Regions from separate parts of the Sus scrofa genome. Here regions 1 and 3 are each linked to region 2. The links are chromatin contacts, called in public HiChIP or PLAC-seq and promoter capture Hi-C maps. All regions are on one chromosome and are shown on one strand. Each heading gives the region's core, a stretch centred on a gene start, on an enhancer-like site or on the middle of the called end of the contact. The rest is flanking DNA. Distances are from core to core; before and after follow the strand shown.

The links. Promoter capture Hi-C pulls out the DNA fragments that hold promoters and counts their contacts. HiChIP or PLAC-seq counts read pairs in DNA pulled down with a chosen protein or histone mark.
Region 1: an H3K27ac HiChIP or PLAC-seq map of alveolar macrophages shows a contact between it and region 2. The contact joins the promoter of MCRIP2 here to the promoter of CAPN15 in region 2. A contact is called at or near these places in 4 of 47 Hi-C or Micro-C datasets (epiblast stem cells, heart right ventricle, liver and 1 more) and 1 of 2 datasets of contacts at active chromatin or transcription factors (alveolar macrophages).
Region 3: a promoter capture Hi-C map of fetal liver shows a contact between it and region 2, with 3 times the contacts expected there. The contact joins the promoter of MRPL28 here to the promoter of CAPN15 in region 2. A contact is called at or near these places in 2 of 5 promoter capture datasets (fetal liver and liver), 7 of 47 Hi-C or Micro-C datasets (alveolar macrophages, embryonic fibroblasts, liver and 3 more) and 1 of 2 datasets of contacts at active chromatin or transcription factors (alveolar macrophages).

What each region holds. Positions count from the first base shown.
Region 1 is chr3:41,131,784-41,134,833 of Sscrofa11.1, forward strand. It overlaps MCRIP2 (MAPK regulated corepressor interacting protein 2), which reads right to left and starts at 1,666. Exons shown (of 7, transcript XR_002342465.1): 1 at 1,550-1,666; 2 at 343-487. METTL26 (UPF0585 protein C16orf13 homolog) reads left to right here and starts at 2,463. Exons shown (of 6, transcript XM_021086912.1): 1 at 2,463-2,754; 2 at 2,914-3,050. The coding sequence starts at 2,558. TRNAG-CCC (a tRNA gene) reads left to right here and starts at 2,081; the gene lies at 2,081-2,151.
Region 2 is chr3:41,206,948-41,210,064 of Sscrofa11.1, forward strand. CAPN15 (calpain-15) reads right to left here and starts at 1,663. Exons shown (of 13, transcript XM_021086917.1): 1 at 1,431-1,663.
Region 3 is chr3:41,328,915-41,332,325 of Sscrofa11.1, forward strand. It overlaps MRPL28 (39S ribosomal protein L28, mitochondrial), which reads left to right and starts at 1,498. Exons shown (of 5, transcript XM_005655127.3): 1 at 1,498-2,208; 2 at 2,798-2,950; 3 at 3,199-3,333. The coding sequence starts at 1,921. It overlaps TMEM8A (transmembrane protein 8A), which reads left to right. Exons shown (of 12, transcript XR_002342470.1): 11 at 62-1,169; 12 at 1,441-1,516.

The DNA of each region.
Region 1 (3,050 bases), core at 416-2,915, 75 kb before region 2:
ACCTCAGGAGAGAAGCCGGGCCCTACTGTTGGCTCCAGACATCATGGGGCAGAACGGGGGACTTTGTCCCCAGCCCTCGGGAGGTGAGTGCGCCTAGGGGAGAGGGCACTTCCGGCGCCCAGGACGATCCTCAGGAGACACACCCCCAGGAGGTGCCACTGAGCACAGCCCGGGTGCGGGGCACCTCCAGGCCCAATGTTCAGCGTCCCTCGGGAGAGACCTGGACCCACCCAGAGTCTGACACACATTCAGGACTTTGCAGAAAATGTGTGCTCACACGTGTGCCCTTGGCTCACACATGCTCACAAGCATGTGTTCACGCACACGCTCCCAGAGCCTCACCCCTTGGCCGTGTCCAGCTGCTCCCGTCCCAGGCTCTGAGCTCCGTGAGTGTGGAAGGTGTGCGTCAGGTCACACAGTGTCCAGTCCAGAGCGATGCCTCCAGGGTGACGAGGGTGGCGGGCAGAGGGCCACCTGAGGTCCAGGGCTGGTAAATGGAAGACACTGCTGGGCCTTTGCCCACTTCCTCAAGCAGCCCACACAACATGGGGGAAGCAAGGAAATCTGTGGGTCTCAGGCCCCTCCCCTCCTCTTTTTTTTTTGGTTCTTTTTAGGGCCATACCCATCTCATTATGGAGGTTCCCAGGCTAGGGGTCGAAGTGGAGCTGCAGCTGCCAGCCTACACCACAGCCACAGCCGTACGGGATCCGAGCCGAGTCTGCGACCCACACGGCACGGCAGCTCACCCTTAACCCGGTGAGCAAGGGCAGCGATCGACCCTGCACCCTCGTGGTTACCCACTGAGCAAGACAGGAACTCTGCTCCTCTCAATCTCATCACTCGGGAAGTCTCCAGAATTTTCAAAGCGCTGTCCCAGGAGCCAGGACAAAGGCCGAATAGCTAATTCGTACTCTATGACAATATCACAGCATGGCCCATGCCCAAGAGTGCCATGTGAAGCCCCCAGGAAATCTGGTGCCTCCTGAGGGGGCGAGGAGGGCTGGGGGACCTGGGTGCTGAGGCCTCAGGTGACCACGGGTCATCAGCAGTGGGCAGGGAGTCACACCGAGGGATACCTCGTCTCCACCTTGAGACAGACAAGGTGCTCGGCCAACACACGGGAGGCGAGGCGGAGGGTGAGGAAAGGGTCTGGAGAGCTCAGTGCCCTGAAGCGGGAAAGCCGGAAAAAGGGCCTTAAGGAGAAAGGCCAAAGGCGCGGTCCGGAGGCCTGGAAGCCCGCCCACTGGGCGGAACCGTCCCCGGAGGTGCGTCCAGACCGGCCACCCCCACAGCGCGTCACCTCCCTGAGCTGCAAGATCCTTCTCCCGGTCGGACCACGCTCACAGGCCCCTGTCGCCACCCTGCACGCCCCCCTGACAGCAACCCGAGGCTCACGGCCCATCCCGGGGGCCGTCCACAGAGCGCTCGCCGGAGCGACGGCGGCTGCGGCGAGGCGGGGGTCTCGTGCGAGAAAAAACGCCCAGCAAGGGAGAGGAGCTACGCCGACGGCGGGGCATGGCCTTCCGCCTGTCAACAGCCTGCTTGAGACCTGGGCCCCGAGAAGCCGAGCAGCGAAGCATCTTTGGACACAACAAGTCGGCCTCCCCCTTGACTCAGAGGTCGCCGGCCCCTCGCAGCATCGGCGAAAAACCCTGGGCGCGCGCGGGTCACCTCAGCGTCACAGACCCTGGAGCCGCGCAAGCTCAGTTCCTTCAGGTCGGGCCCGCCCCGTCCAGAGCCCCACCCACCCGTGAGCCCTGCCAAGCACAGACCCGCCCACCCACGAAGCCCCGCCCTCACAACTTCCGGAATGCCTCAGTTGCCATGGTTTTCAAGGCGCGAACGCCGCTCCAGGCGTCCATAAAACCTCAGCCCCACTCCGTCTCCTTGAGGGCCGGGTGCCCAAACGGTACCGCGAGATCCCCGGTCAAGCCCGGTGTTCCTGCTCCTGCTGCGGGCGCGGCGGAGGCGCGTGCACTCTGATGTCTCTGCGCGAGCGGAGCCGGCTCGGCGGGGTGAAGGGGGGGAGGGGATTTGCGTCACAATCTCCTAAGTCTCTGGGAGAAACCTTTAAGCAACAGCGCCGCTGGTGTAGTGGTATCATGCAAGATTCCCATTCTTGCGACCCGGGTTCGATTCCCGGGCGGCGCAGGCTTTTCTTTCTCCGGTGTTTTTTTCCCACCATCTCAAAAAATGGACTCTGATCCTAAAAAGATTAATGAAGAAGAGAAGGAAAAAAAAAAAAAAGACGAGAGAGAAGCATCCATTCTGGTGCGACACGAACAAGACAATTTTGGAACAATGAGCTCTATGAAAATGCTAGGACAGCCACGGCCAGAGGGTGCTGAGCTTTTGGGCTCCTGCAAAGCAATGACCCAAACTCTAGCCCAGACCCTCACCAGAAGCCCCCGCGCGCTGCGCGCCCTTTAAGGCGCGACGCCTGTGCTCATTTTCCCGGGGTGGGGCGGGCGGCGGCTGCGCGGCGGGCGGGTCTCAGACGCGCCCAGCGGCGCGGGACTGCATCGTCACTAGGGCCCCAGGCCGCAGGACTGAAACCATGCTGGTGGCGGCGGCCGCCGAGCGGAACAAGGAGCCCATCCTTCACGTGCTGCGGCAGTATGTGGACCCGACTCAGCGCGGCGTCCGCGTGCTCGAGGTGGCCTCGGGCTCCGGCCAGCATGCAGCCCACTTCGCGCGGGCTTTCCCGCACGCCGAGTGGCAGCCGTCAGACGTGGATCAGCGCTGCCTGGACAGGTGTGGCGGGAAGGCGGGACCCCGGGGGTGAAAGTGGGCCCCGTCCCGCTGCCATGGTTCGCATGCCTTTGTGATTCCTCCAAGCATCTCCTGAGTGGGGGTGCAGGGGCTCAGAAAGGCTGCCCAGGCCACTGCCACCCACGGGCTGCCCTTCTGCAGTATCTCGGCCACGGCTCTGGCCCAGGGCCTAACCAACGTGAAGGCCCCGCTGTACCTGGACGTGACCTGGGATTGGGAGCAGTGGGGTGGGATCCTGCCGCGATCACTGGACCTGCTGCTCTGCATCAACATGATCC
Region 2 (3,117 bases), core at 413-2,912:
TGCGGATTTCTAGGGCAGCTGAGTCCTTCTTCCCAACTCCATGTACACGAGGTGAACAGTCAGCGACCCAGACCTGGACGCGCGGCCCCAGCAGCCACGGCCGCCCCATGGCCTCCGTGAGGAGGTGCTCCGCAGAGTGCGGCCCAAGAGACGGGTCCAGAGAGCTGGGTGCAGGGCCTCCAGCAGAGCCCACCGTCAAGAAGGGCAGGGCTCCGAGCCACCCCTGGGGGGCAGGACTGCAGGGCCCTCCGCCTCTTGCCCTCAGAGTCCTGGGTCTGGGCGGCTCAAAGGAGAGAAACGGGATCCAAGACGGAAGGTCCCTGTCTAAAGCCAGGCAGTCACTGAGCCCTGGGCCCAGCGTGGCGGGGCGGGGGTTAAGCCTGGCTCTCAGTAGGTCACGGGGTCACCAGCCTGTCTGCTCAGGGGAAGCAGCTGCAGAAGGGAAGAGGGGAGCTCCTGCCAGGAGCAGAAGGACCTGAGAGGAAATCAGTCGAGCCCAACCTCTCGCAAGACCCACTCCCAGCAGCCAGGCTCGGGGTTCCCAGTCCACGGGGGCCTCCCCAGGGACTTGGGCCAGGGAAACACTAGCCTCTCCCCGCACTCGAGAAAGTCACCCAGAAATGGCAGGATCGCGTTACCCCACCTCCTAGGGCAGCCCAGCCTCTAGCGGCAGAAGGGGATCAGGGGCACCCTCCTGACGGTGGCTCACACAGCCCCCAGGCCGGGACAGGGGAGGGGCTCCCAGGAGGGGTGCGAACCTACTTAGCACTCGGCGGAGGCCCGTGTCCCCCCAGGACACGGCCGCTCAGAGCCACCGGACCCCAAACTCCCAGGCCTGGACTCACTGGGATCCTGTGGTTGCAGTCTGGTCCCAAATTCCTGCGTGTTAGGAGGCGCCCCCACCTCCTCCAAACAAGCCCAGTCACTTGACCACACAACAGGGGTGCGCTGGTGAGGACCAGAAGAGCCCCTCTTGTGGGCAGCAAGAAGAGCGTGAAGGGTCGCCGTGCAGCCTGGCAAATCCTCTCAGGGCCCCTGTGGAAAACTTCTCGGTTCGCTCCAGCGCCAGGAGAGGGACGGGAGAACGAACTGTGGTGGCCGGCCAGTGGGCACACAAGGCGCGCCCGCGCTCCCACTCCGCGGGGCCACCGCGGGACACATCCCGAACGCAGCCGGGGACGGGACACTGCCCGGAGATAAGGGCACTCAAGGGCAGGAAAGGTTCAGGCCGCCTCCTGTGTCCACAGCACCCTGGCTGGTCTCTCGCTGTCTGGTCCCCCAGGTCCCGCCGGCTTCTCCCTCGGGCAGCGTCCCCAGCCCGGTCGTGCCGGACCAATGCCCAGGGGGCGCCGCCCGCCGGTCCCGGCCCCACGAGGGGCCAGGCCGCTCCCCCCGGCCCGGCCCGGCCCGGCCCGGGCGGCGAGACTCACCTCCGCAACCCCGCGGCGCCTTCTCAGTCCCCGCGGCCCGGGCCCGCTCGCCTGCGCCGGTCGGCCCACAACTTGTTCTCGGAGGGCAGGCGGGCCCTCTGCCGCCGGCGCGCTGCCCCGACGGCCTCCCGCGCTGAGTGGCGGAACCGGCAAGCGTCTCGACCCGGCCCGACCCGGCCCGGCCCGGCCCGCGCCTCTCCCTGCGCCGCCTCCGTAGCGTAGCGCCCGGCCGGGGCCCCAAGGCTACGGCGCGCCCGGGGCGCACGCGGCGCTGTGAATCGCGCGCCCGGACTACCGCTCCCACAAGGCGGCGCGGCGCGCGAGGCAGGCCGGGAGGCGGAGTCCGGGGCGGTGGCCCTCAGCCGCCTCGACTGGCGCCCTCCGACTTCCCGGGCCGAGCCGACCGCGAGCGCCGAGGTAGGCGCCCGAGCCGGAAAACGGGAGGCACGGCGTGCCGTGGACGCGACCGGGACTACAACTCCCAGAGTGCCCGGCGCGGTAGGGAGGGGCGGGGCTTCACACCCCCCCGCCCCGGTCGCGGCGCTTCCGGCTGCTGCTGTGCCGGGCGGCGAGGGGCTGCGGCCCCGGACCCCTCCCGGGCCCCTGCGCTGCGCTGGGCCTGCTCGCAGAACCGCCCCCTCCCTCCCGGGTCCCCTCTCGACTTGTCTGCCTCTTCCGGCCCGCAAGGGCTTCCCGGTCCTGTTTCGGTTTCGCTGGGATCGACCTGCGCTGACCACGGCCGCGCCACTCTCTGTGACCCGGGCAGGTTGCTTGCCAGAGCTCCAGTTTCTTCTGGGCCATCGGGGAACCAGTATCCCCGAGCCGCTGGAAGGACGGAGTGAGGCACACGCGCAGCCCAGCGCCAGGCAGGGAGGAAGCCGCGGGGGGGCCTCCGAGCAGAACCCGGCCCTGTTTGCTCAGAGCCTTTCCCTGCACTTTGGGTAGTCTGAGGTCACTCTCATACCCAGCAGCCGCGGACTGAGGGTAGGCGCTGCTTCCAGGACCCCCGCCCTGCGTCGCCTAAGTGCCCGGGAGGCAGCAAGACCCTCGGAAAAACGGATCGGTGTCAGCGGTTTTACCGCAGCAACTGAAGCAGGGCGAGGCTGCAGTGGGGAGTGGGGATTCAGAGGGCGGAGCTCCGGGGGCCCTGGCATTCAGAGGAGCTTGGGGAGCCGGAAAGGGCACAAGCCACGCAGGAAACACAGAAGCAAAGCCCCCTCTACCAAGAGATTCAAGGAGAGTGGTTTGCGGTCCCCTTCTGCCTTCAAGGGCCAAGTCCCGCTGGTGGCTCAGTGACTGCAGGTCCCCTTCCCTCCCAGGCCCTTTCCCTGTGCACTGCCTGAGGCAGCTGGGTCAGAGGTGGTGTCCACAGCCCTATAACCTCCCGACAAGAAAAACGGCCAAAGGTGAGCCGACGAGAAAAACGGCCAAAGGTGAGCCGTGAGACCTGATGGGCGAGGTTCTTTCCAGCCCGCTGCAGTGCTAGGGAGTAGGGAGAGAGCAGGAGCATCTCCTTCCAGGGAGGGGCAGGGCCCTGGTCAAGACAGGATCTGCCCTGGGGGACTTCCACCAGACTGCTTCTGGGCTGGGACATGAGCGGCACAGGTCCCTCCCGCACTCTGGGCACCTCCACCTGGGCCCCTTCTGTGAGCAGCTCTCCAGGAAGCGCTTCCTGGGCAGTGGCCTG
Region 3 (3,411 bases), core at 248-2,747, 120 kb after region 2:
GGCGAGCCCTTGGCAGCCCTGGTTGCAGCCCCTGCGCCGACACGCAAGTGCTTTCCTCCAGGTGTACCGCTGCGGGCGCCGACGCCGCTGCTACCCGCCCTCCTGGCAGCGCTGGGTCTTCTACCTCCTGCCTGGCATCGCCATGGCCTCTGTGGCCATTGCCATCTACACCGCCATGATGACCAGCGACAACTATTACTACACCCACAGCATCTGGCACATGCTGCTGGCTGGCAGCGCTGCGTTCCTGCTGCCACCAAGGGACCAACACACCGAGCCCTGGGCCTGCTCCCAGAAGCTCACCTGCCACTATGATATCTGCAGGAACCGCCAGGAAGAGCTGTACACAGTGACATGACGTGGCCCGCTTGGGGACACCTGCGGCTTTGATGATTTCTCCGGCCAGGGGCAGGACCAGGGGAGAGGTACCCTGTCCAGATGGATTTCCAGCCGAATAAAATTGCACTGCTGTGCTCTCACTTCCTCCTCCTCCGGAGGCAAGGCCACACCCCCAGCTCCCTTATGCCTACTGGCTGCCAGCTACCCGGTCCCTCTGCAGGGCCCAGCGGGTGTCTGCAGTGGCTCCTGAGGCCTGGCCCTGGCTGCCTGGAGACCACAGGTACCAAGTGGGGAAGCCCCTGTGGTCTGCTGGCCTGGAGATGGTTGGAGGGAAACGTAGAGTAAGATGGCTGTGTCGCCCTGTTCCTGTGTGAGGCTGTGCTCTGGCACTTAGGCTGGTAGCTGTGCCGCCGCGTGGCTCCTTGACCCCTTGTGCCCCAGCAGGATGCCCCCTGCTGATGCATTTGCCACGGGAAGGGGCGATCGTGCCAAGGGAGCTGATGGCACTGGGTGGCCTAAGGGCTAGCTGCCACGAGGGCATGGGGAAGGCTGGCTTCTGGCTGGCTGGCCACCCCTACCCCTTCACGTTGGCTCCAAAACTGGGAGGCCTTCGTGGAGAGGAGGCTCCAAGATGCTCTGGGAGTGCTGGGCTCCCAGGGCACACCTTGTCCCAACTCTACCCCACTGCCCTCTGGGTTCCTGGGCCCTTGTCTAGTGAGCATCTCCTTGAGAAGAGAAGGGGACGGCGGCCACCCTGACCTCGCTCAAACACGTGTCTGCAGAGGGGGCTCCTGGGGACCTGGCCTAACCTCTCTCGTGGTGAAAGCAGGGTAAGGGCTGCTGACCACCCCAGGAGGCCCTCCCTAAGGTAGGCTGCGGGGGGCCACTGTCAGTGTGAGGGTGCTGAGCCCAGGGTGGGTGGGGGCCCGCAGCCCTCTCACCTCTGGACCTGGCATCTTGCCTTCCGAGTCCCATCCAGGATATGGCCTCCCGGGAGGCTTCCCACACCCGCAGTTACCCAGCACTTGGCCACCGTAGCATTCTCCAGGCTTGTAATGGGGAAATATTTATATAAGGTATTTCGGGGGGGGATTTTTTCAGACATTGAAGACATTTTTCTGTAGCTCTGATTTCACTGTGATTGATGAATTTAATATTCTACACTGATGTTTCAAGGTAAAAAGAGTCTTTGCATTGCTTTCTGCGCTCGTTCTGGGAGGAGGGAAGGTGGCCAAGCCTCTGGAAACGGGCCCATTCTTGCCGGCCCCACACTTGCCGACGATCCCTGGGGCTGCCACCATCTCTGCAGGAAGTTTTCCACGGTCCCTAAGGACCAAAGAGGGGGCGGGACGAGCTGGGTAGACGGACTGGCTTGCAGCCAATCAGCGGCGGTTGGAGAGCAGGGTGCCGCGGCACGACTTCCGTTTCCGGCGAGGCCCTGGGCTCCGGAGGCTGGCGCGGCTGATCCTGGCTTGCAGTGGGAGTCACGCGGCTTTGCGCGCGGGGCCGGGGTGAGGGTGTTGTCCCACGTCCGGCCGCCGCGCGTGACCGCGGTCCCTGCCTCCCGCCAGCCTCGCCGCGATGCCCTTGCACAAGGTCCCTGTCGGCCTGTGGAAGCAGCTCCGGCTGTGGGAGGGCATCTATTCCCGCCTGCCCCGGCACTACCTGCGCTCCCTGGAGGAGGCGCGGACGCCCACTCCCGTGCACTACAGGCCTCACGGGGCCAAGTTCAAGATCAACCCCAAGAACTGGCAGCGGGAGCGCGTGGAGGACGTGCCCATTCCGGTTCACTACCCCCCGGAGTCCCAGCTGGGGCTGTGGGGCGGCGAGGGCTGGGTGCTGGGTCACAGATACGTCAACAACGACAAGGTGAGCGAGCAGGACGGGCTGGCGCGGTACCTCCCGGGCCTTGCCGCCCGGCTCCGGCTGGGGTCTGGAGGTACCTGGAGAGGAAGGGGACTCTGCTCGGGAGGAGGGCTTACGGCCCGGCGGACACAGCTCCTTTCAGGATGGGGAGGAGGCCTGAGTCTTGAGAGGGGGTGGGGGGCGAGGCCTAAGGAGACCTGTCGGCTTCACCCTCACCCCCACCTATCCTGACACCGGCAAGGCTGGCACTGCCCTGCCCCCTTTAGAATGGTCGAGAGACTAACCCGGGGGGCAGATCACCCCAGTCCGCCCCTGATGCCCCCAGTGCCTTGCTGCCTCTGATGGGGAACCTGGAGGAGCTGCCGAGCCCTCGGGGTGGGGATTTGTGTCTTTGATGTCTCCTTGGCCTTTGGGCCCTTAGGCTCTGGTTTGGACCGTGAAACCCCGTGGACCCTGCAGTTACGGTTGTGTGTGACCCTGCCACCTCGGCAGGGTCGGGGGAGAAGCGGACCTCTGGGCAGCCAGGCCCCCGAGTGGAGGCTGACAGGTGCAGCTCCCCGGCCCGATGTCACCAAGCCTCTTGCTCCCTCAGCTCTCCAAGAGAGTGAGGAAGGTGTGGAAGCCGCAGCTGTTCCAGCGCGAGCTCTACAGTGAGATCCTGGACAAGCGGTTCACCGTGACCGTGACCATGCGCACCCTGGACCTCATCGACCAGGCCTGCGGCTTCGACTTCTACATCCTCAAGGCAAGGACAGCGGGGTCCCCACTGAGATGTCATCGGCACCCTGTCCCCCCGACCCCCACAGCCCCAGTGGGAGTCCGTCGCTGCGGCAGCCGCCCCGCTTCACCTCCTCTGCTCTCAGACCTTTCTCTGTTCTGGCCCCCGGGTGCTGGGCTGGCCTGGGTGCTGCCAGCAGCTGGCGTGGAGGCTGAAGGGGGCGGGGGGCGGGACCCTGCCTGAAGCACCGGGTCCCATGTGGAGCCTCCTGCCAGACCCCCAAGGAGGACCTGTGCTCCAAGTTCGGGATGGACCTGAAGCGGGGGATGCTGCTGCGGCTTGCCCGACAGGACCCCCAGCTGCACCCGGACGACCCCGCCAGGAGGGCGGCCATCTACGACAGGTACAAGGTAAGGAGTAAGCCTGTACCTCCTGCCTCTCACGGGCCCCTGGCCGGCTGCCCCGGCCTCATCGACCCTGGTCTCTGC